Linked DNA regions of Zea mays: region 1 is linked to region 2. Evidence: chromatin contacts called from public Hi-C data. All regions are on one chromosome and are shown on one strand. The core of a region is the stretch at or near the end of the contact, and the rest is flanking DNA. Distances in the headings are between cores, read along the strand shown. Region 1 holds the start of LOC100280763. Region 2 holds the start of LOC103651666 (probable protein S-acyltransferase 4).

Region 1 (4,207 bases), core at 664-3,163, 140 kb before region 2:
TCCCCAGTTCGAACCTGGGCTCAGACAATTTTTTTAAATTTTTTTTGACTTTTTCTTTAATCCCTGCAGGAACGGAAGAGCCGCAGCCACTTCTTGCATCAACATCTCAGAATCAACTTAATTCTAACACCGTCTTAAACAAAAAAAATGCATAGGATACATTGACATGTCTTTCTAGTTTTCTACCATCTCACCAACAATGGCACACTCCAGAGGACACACCACACACACACATTGCTCCGTCCACGCAGGGGCAGAGAGAGAGAGAGAGAGAGATGCCTGCGTTTGCGCGCGTGGTTGGCCGTTGGGACTTCAGCCGCGGCCGGTAGTGGTGAAGCGCTGCAGGGCCATCATCTTCACCTCGGCGAAGCGTTTCGCGCAGTTGGACAGGCACGAGGTCTCGCTCCTGCTCAGGCTGCTCCCCACGCTCCCCGTCACGCACTTGTCCCAGCAGACAAACGTCAGCTTCGCCACCAGCTCGTTCGCCATGGCCCTTTTTTTCTCCTCCTGAAACACACGGACACCGGTTCCTCCAGTGTCAGATCAAATGGCTGCAGGTACTCACGTTCATCGGTCAGTTCCATTGAACATGTCATGCCTACCATCCTCCCTGCTTGCATTGGATTTCCTTAAGTCTGAACATGCTGAATTTGATTCTATTAAACACCAAGTAACTTCACACACGTCTCACTAATCCTACGGAAAGAAAACCGCGTGATTCCCAGGCTGAATTTTTACTCTACAAACCGCAAATCATCCATACCATTTACTGAAACGACATGTAACATCGGACAGACCCAGAACAGGGGTCAGCTTGAGTTAGATTCACAGGAACAGGATGTGTAGCAAGGCGGTTCCCTGCCTATCTTGTATAGCATAACATAGATGCACTGGAGGGTCAGAATTGCTTAAACTTGAACAACTAGCATCATTTCTCTGGTACCATTTATGATCTGTGACAGCAACTTATAGTTCAACAGTGTTTCAAAGGTGTCGCCTAGGTGATGGTCAGGCGTACCCAGCTCACCTTGGGAAACAGTGGTGCCTTGCCGCCTAGGCGCCCAGGCAGACCCAGCACTGATTAAGTAAGGAGTCACCTTTTAAATACTGGTTAAGTGTTATAAAAAAAACAAGTAAGGAGTCTCCTTTTTTTCATGTAGAAACTTCGTAATGAGGGGAAATATAATGACCGAGCAGTGCCCTTCAGGATGAGCAAGAATCTTCCAACAGCAGTGAGGCAGTTTATCAGTATAGGGTAAGGGCTAGTTATTGCTTGTACACGGAACAGGTCAAAATCAGGTATGCACAGGTTGGCTAACATCCAAAATTTTCACTGTAGAATGGACTGAAGACCCTTTTGACAGTTGAACCAGTTCTGGAATGATGGAAACCCCTCCATATCAAGAATCAAGATGCATCACTTACATTTAAAGCAGCGATGCTGGATACTTCATCAGTAGAGAGCTATTGAATACTCCTAGGGTTTTAGCATCAGTTGCATCTGAATACAAACTCCTGGCACATCTCTAAACCCAAGATTCAGGAGCATTCTCCCTCCCAGCTGATACGAGATTCCCTTGGTTCTATTTATTATCCCAGGGCGAGAGCAACATCGTCTTCGGCTAGATCAATCAAGGGAATCAAAGAATCCGGGAGGAAAGAAAAAAGGAAAAACATGCGGGGGTGGGGATTAGCGGATGCGCCGCCGATGGGTTTATTGGGATGAGTAGCAAGAAATCATCCACTAGGCATAGCGGAGCGGAACAGGTACCTCAATGAGCGCCATGAGACGCGGATTGCTGAGGGCCGAAGAATCCATGGGTCGATGTCGATCCGCTGCACCTGCTCTGCTCTGCCCTGCCGGCGTGAGGAGGTGGATGAGACAAGACTTTCCGTTTACTTCTTTTTTGAATGAAAGAAATCTTGGCAAGAAAGAAAGAAAAAAAACACATAAGGCTGGCTAGTTGGGCCTGCTTATTTGGACTGGGCAGAATCTAGCCCACTACTTGGATTCCTCCACTTCTTTCTCTCCCCGAAAGCGAGCAGTCAAGCGTGAGCCCAGCCTGGGAATGGAAGGAAATCAATAGAAAGAGCAAAGACTCCTGTTGACCTTGAAATTTGATTTTTTTTTTTTCCTTAAACTTTAAAACCAGATCCCTTACTCTCTAAACTCTTAAAATTGCTCAAATTACCTTTTTTATCTTAGTTTGAGGTGGTTTTGAAAACGGTTGTCCATTGTTTTAGTTAAAAACCTGAGTAGGTATTTGATAAGATTTTTAAACTACAGAAAATGCCCCTAAGTTTCTAAACATCATAAGAAAGTACTAGAGATAGATGATTATATAAATAAAATATTTAGAGCTTATAAAATAATTATCTCTAAATGCTTCCAACAAAAAAAAATTACTTATAGAGAAATGGAAAACGTGTCTAAAAATAAAAAATTTACATAACATTCCAATTGATGTTTAAATGTATTTTAAGATTATTTCATGACAAAAAAGCATAATACACAACTAGCACAAGTGAATAGAATGAAGACATTCAGTGCTAATGTATGTTGCATTGCATACTTGCACTCGTAATGGTTGTGACCCATATTTGGATGTACAAAGTTAAAAAAACATGTTTATACATCGATTATAATGTTTCAAGAATTTTTTATACTTCTCTAAATAGTTTTTGCATTTTAGTAGAGATAAAAATAATTTTATGAAGCTTCTAAAGATTTTTTTCTCGTACCCCAATTTGTATCTATTTTTCGTAATTTCAGCGGAGAGTGTCTGTTTGATTTAGCTTTTTTCTGACCAGCTTTTCTGATAATCTAGCTGTGTAGAAAATCTGAGTATCATTAGGATTACGTGCGGAGAAAGATAATATTGTCCATGTTAGAAATATAGGCATTTTCTGTACCATTTTAATTCCATAAATTAAAATTATGATGATGACATATAATAGATAATCAAACATAGAAAACATGATCTCAAAAATATCCATAACAATATGGATCATGAGAACACAAAGCATATGAAGCATGTAAATCATATAAATAAAATAAGTATATAAACATGGTTCATGGATTATTGCGGAACAACTGGAAATAAACAGATAACAATATAAACATGATGACTATAAAATTAAGACAGACAGATATAACATATTATAATACGATAGAACAAAGCTACATATGACATATATAATATGCAGAATATAAAACTGTAATGAACTGAATTGATCATACCCCCATGCGCTTCGAGGATCCTGATCCTTGTCCAACTTCTCTTGTCATCCGATCGAGATGAAGACGCCAAGAACCAGCGATGAAGACAACGACAGACATTGGGCAGTCGCGTAGACGCTCCCCAAAAACCTAATTGTCGATCCCCCGTGCAAGGTCTCGAACGACACCGGCTTCGGAGGCACCTGCCCTCTCGCTTCTCTGTGCGCGCAGATTCACGAGATGGAAATATCCTCACTCGGCTGCTGGACTGTGAGACTGAAAGTGTTTCTCGCGTGTACCGAGTGACAGGGGTGCTCCTCTATTTATCCTCTCGCAGAGGGAAACTGAAGGAGAAAGGTCGTCGAGTCACGCCAAGAGTCGGCCAGCTCTAGCCGAGTTATGCCATGAGTCGGCCAGCTCTCGCCGAGTCACGCCATGAGTCGGCAGCTGAAGGAGACGGGTCACTCGGCTGGCTGACGAAGAGACAGGGTCACTCGGCAGACGAAGGGACAGGGTCACTCGGCTGACGTACGCGGTTAGTGAGTGCTAAAAATTAACACAACCACACCACGCCCGCTCGCCTGCCTGCCTCGCCCGGCCCGGCCGGCGGCGGCGCGCGCGCGTGTGGCACGCCCTTGTCCATTTCTTGACTTCTCAAGTTAAGTGGAATAAATCCCACCATATAAGTCAAGGCAAAAGACCCTTGGACTTCCAATGTGGTACTATTGGTATTCTCCACCATTACACACCATAGAGTTTATTCAATAAATGGGCCAAGCCCATAAAAGATCCAACAATCCCCACCAAACTCTAGGGTTTGTAATGATGAAGTATCAGAATCACAATCCTTTGATATACCAGTGTTTCGATGGAGACTGTTAAGTTGAACATCCATCTAGAATAAGAGTTTCACTCATTCACAACTGAACAATGGACTATGCCTTGAATTGACAGTTTTGTGCGAAATAAGATTCACTCAAATCCTTT
Region 2 (4,264 bases), core at 1,715-4,214:
AATTAAAAAGTTTGTTACTATATGAATACTTGAGTGTGGATGTTGTTAAGAGTTTCCCTTGATGAGAGAACATATGACAACAGAAGGCAATTATAGGGTATTATCCGATGGCTCGATGCAAACAATGGAACTAACATCTTCTTTAGTGCATTATGTTTACCATGGTTTTTAAAGCGGTAAGGCGGTCCAAGGCGTTGGACCACCGCCTAGACGCCTAGGCGGTGCCTAGGCGACGCCTAGGCGAGGTAGGCGGGCAAGACGCCTAGGCGTTAGACCACCACCCGGACGCCTAGGCGACGCCTTAAGAACAGTGATGTTTACAAGCTACAACTATGCTGTTTTCCCGTGTCAAATATTTTTGAAGTAGATGACGACAAGAAAAAAAAACTTAGGTCCCACTGTAATCGAAACTGTAGCTGAGTACAAACACACAAAAAAGATTAGTTTAATTTTCTCGTAATCTGACCAAAAGCCTGTGAAGGGTATAAGGATGTTCTTTCACTCACGTTGACACCAAGTATCAGTTGGCTGCCTCGTTTGCATGCAATCAATTCATTGGGATAGTGCGGGCTTTTAAAGATAAGTGCGTAGGCTCCTTCAAGCTGCCTCATGACTTCCATAACAACTTGGCTAAACGTCACATCACCTGAGGAAGTGAAAAATAATGTAAGGGACTGCCATAAATAGAAGTCATAATGGGTTCAGTCAGAATGAATTATTTTGTAATGCGATAATGACTATTCTGCCAAGTTTGTAGTAGTCTGCACATCTCTACATGTTAATAGAAAGCATTTAGCATAGATAGCATAGATGTGTATCGACTATTGCCTCATCTGCTTCCTAGGAGATAAAATTAACAATTTAAACATCATGCAATGCCCAAAGAGTATTCAAACTTACAAGAAACTACAGACTAAATGGTCCAGATAAATATCAGAGGGTATTACAATTTCAGCTTTTGTCTACAAACAGCAATATTGCAATTTAAGGGGTACAGACACACTACCTTGTTCATCATGAGATTTATCAAAAACGAACTTTGCTAGCTTAGGGATGACTTCTGTGTCTGTATCAGACTCAAAGGTGAAGCCGTGCCTAGTTAGTGTCTCTTTCAAGACCTGAACAGAATCAACAGACATGAGAGAAAAATCAAGTTAGACTTGTCATTTACCAAGTATAATATGGTGCCACGTTAGTTCACAACAGAATCAAGAGGATGCACATGATAACATACATTGAAGTCTATGATGGTTCAGACTTGAGTGTCATAAATGTCCATAAACACAGGATCAATTTTTGAAATCTAACATTGAGTATTGCGAAAAAAATTACATGATTAGAAAAGGAAATTCAAGTCTGGCGTTGGATAAACTGCAGATCTGCAATGGCAGTTCTTGATATTCCATTTGTTAAACAGTAAATAATGTACTGCGGTAACCATTCGTAAGTATTAAATTGTTTTTAGATAATGGAACAAAGTTCCAGCCTCTAAAGGGCAGATTCTCTGCTTAAAAATTGGAGGGAAGATAAGGGGACATCCCATGTGAAGGGAGCTCAAAGCAAGTGTTGGTATGTTGGTACAGGCGTGTGGTTTCAATGGTCCATGTGCACACACAACTGTAAAGACTATATAGAACAAAACAAACAATACAATACCGCAAGGATTCCATCAAGCAATGTCACACACAGTAACAAGTATGTCACCATATGAAACGAAGAACATGCAAGAACTCTATTTTATATTATACAATATCACAATAGCAGAGTAAGCAGACCTCATAGTTGGTGATAATGCCATTGTGGACAACCAAGAACTCATCACCGGCACCAGACGATTGGGGGTGGCTGTTCCTTGGAGCAGGCACACCGTGCGTGGCCCACCTGGTATGTGCGATCCCAGCATGCACACTGAACGCAGCATCCAGGTTCACATCCTTCTCATCAACCTCTGAGAAAAGGGACACAATCACGGAAGCTGGAGTAAGATTTAGCTTCTGAGCTACTCGTATAGTTCAGCATTTCAGGACTACTAGTACAGGAACAGGACGGAGTACCACCAAAAGTGCCATGGAAACTTGTATACGATTTCTGACGAATGGCATAAATGGAAGAAGCCTACTTGATATGCATGGCCCAATTCTACGTCCAGGATTTGCTAAGAGCTACAAACTAGAATTAGAGATATTGATGAGAACAGAGATCCAGAATTTTCAGAGCCTGTGGTTAAGCTATATGATATGAGAGAAATGTCACGCGGTAACCGTAGAATAGAATCAGCCAAAATCACTGTCAGCAGGTAACAGAATAATCCCCCACAAATTGCGATCCCAAAACCCGTCCGATAGAGACAAGTCGGCCCCCGAAACAAAACAAAACAAAACAAAACAAAAAGCATATCCAAGTTTTGCGGCAGGAACAAGGAGATTTGAAACGGGAGTGGGCTGACCGGAGTAGACGGATCGCACGAGGTTCTCGATCTTGCCCTCCTGGCGGAACACGAGCGGCGGCGCCCCGGCGTACGGCCGCGCGTCGGAAGAGGAAGCGGGAGCGGGGGAGGGGACCTGGCGGTCGGCATCGAGCGCGATCCCGGCGGAGTCGTAGCCGCGGTACTCGAGGCGGCGGAGGCCGTTGAAGAGGACCTCGAGGATGTAGCGGCGCTCCCGCGAGACGTTGTAGTTGAGGTAGGCGAAGATCCCGCACATCCTTCCTTCCTGGCTGCGGCGAAGAGAAGAATGGGGAGTTGGTATGCTTCCCTAGTAGCAGGACACTGGCTGGCAGAGGCCGTACGAAGAGAAACGGCTGGGTTGGCTGGGTTCGGCCGTTCGGTTATAAGGAGGGCGAGCGAGGGTTCGTTTCGTCCAGCCCGGGAGGCCGGGAGGGAGCGGCGAAGACGACGACGGACGAACGGGCGGGCAGTGCGGGTGCGAGGAGGGGCAGAAACGCAGAAGGAAGAAGCCGCGTGGCTTCGATGGTGGCCGACGACCGACGCGGCGACGGGGTCAAGCAAACCAATCCATGGATGCCGCGGATTGCAGAGGTACGAGTACGACAAAAGGTTCTTCTGCACAGCACAGGTGAATTTCCACACGTGGCAAAATGCAAGACGGCAACACCAGTGAACATGACATTTACTTTCTTGTGCTTTTCTGTTATTCAAGACAGATTTCTTTCATTTATAACTTTATGATAGTTTGAGTTAAGATAAAATTAAGACATCGAGTCTTTTTTTTTCTAGAAAAGAAGAAAGAAAACAGAGTAACTTACAATTTGGAAAGTGAGAGGTACTTGAGGTAATGGGGTTGGAGGTGGAGCGATACGATTGGCTGGACGGGATCACGTTGCCCGGGCTGCGCACATGACTCCACTTGTGCGGCTGGCGTCCGGAGGTCAGAGTCAGACACGGCCAGCTGAGAGCTGACAGCTGGGCCTGCCTCAGCCTCACCACATGCATTATTGGGTTCGCGACCTGGGCCGGGCCGGGCCGAGCAGGTCAATTGGTTCGTCTCAAGAAAAAAAAACAGTATGCAGGTCCAGCAAAACCAGCAGACGAAGTTAAATGCTACCAGACAGAGACAGAGACAGAGGTATATGCTAACAGGCTTTCCAGGGAGACGCAATTTCCAGCGGGGATCGCGGCAGGATAAGAATAAGAATGTAACGTACCGGCATCGCATCCACCACCCGGAGGATCAATCTGTCTAACAATTGGGATGGTTTGTCAACACGACCCAACCCAACCCAACCCAACCAAAAGGTACAGCTTCTTCTCTCTGCATTTGCGTGCCCATTGCCACCACCACTCCCTGCTGCCTGCTGCCTGTCCTTGGGAACTCCTTCAATGGAAAAGGGGTGATCCAGTTATTGATGGCCTGCAGTACAGCTTGACCGCTGGGCACTGCTTGCTCCTACGGCAACTACAATGCCTCTGCTCTGGACCATCATCCGTTGAAAGCAAGGCAGGCGTCACACATGTCCAACCTCGCCATCACCGATGCGTGTCTCGTGACAGAATCAGAGCAAGCATCATGCAGCAGCAGCAGCCAGGAGCAGAGGGCGCCGTCATGAAGCCATCAGAGCCTGCTGAGGATGAGCAGCATCAGCAGAAGCCAGGACTAGAGGGCGCCGTCATGAAGCCATCAAAGCCTGCTGAGGATGAGCAGCATCAGCAGAAGCCAGGACTAGAGGGCGCCGTCATGAAGCCATCAGAGCCTGCTGAGGATGAGCAGCAGCAGGAGGAGGCTGAGCGCAGAAGGCTCTACCAGGC

Evidence for each region. A called contact is a pair of places that touch in the nucleus more often than the background predicts.
Region 1: a Hi-C map of leaf shows a contact between it and region 2, with 9 times the contacts expected there. The contact joins the promoter of LOC100280763 here to the promoter of LOC103651666 in region 2. A contact is called at or near these places in 4 of 25 Hi-C or Micro-C datasets (ear, leaf and tassel).

The regions. Positions count from the first base shown.
Region 1 is chr3:235,922,119-235,926,325 of Zm-B73-REFERENCE-NAM-5.0, reverse strand. It overlaps LOC100280763, which reads right to left and starts at 1,913. Exons shown (of 2, transcript NM_001153684.1): 1 at 1,772-1,913; 2 at 70-507. The coding sequence starts at 1,819. The coding sequence ends at 313. TRNAV-CAC (transfer RNA valine (anticodon CAC)) reads left to right here; the gene lies at 1-27.
Region 2 is chr3:235,778,771-235,783,034 of Zm-B73-REFERENCE-NAM-5.0, reverse strand. It overlaps LOC103651666 (probable protein S-acyltransferase 4), which reads left to right and starts at 2,964. Exons shown (of 7, transcript XM_035966546.1): 1 at 2,964-3,037; 2 at 3,236-4,264. The coding sequence starts at 3,711. It overlaps LOC100194010, which reads right to left and starts at 3,055. Exons shown (of 11, transcript NM_001309891.1): 1 at 2,447-3,055; 2 at 1,776-1,948; 3 at 1,007-1,118; 4 at 507-646. The coding sequence starts at 2,702.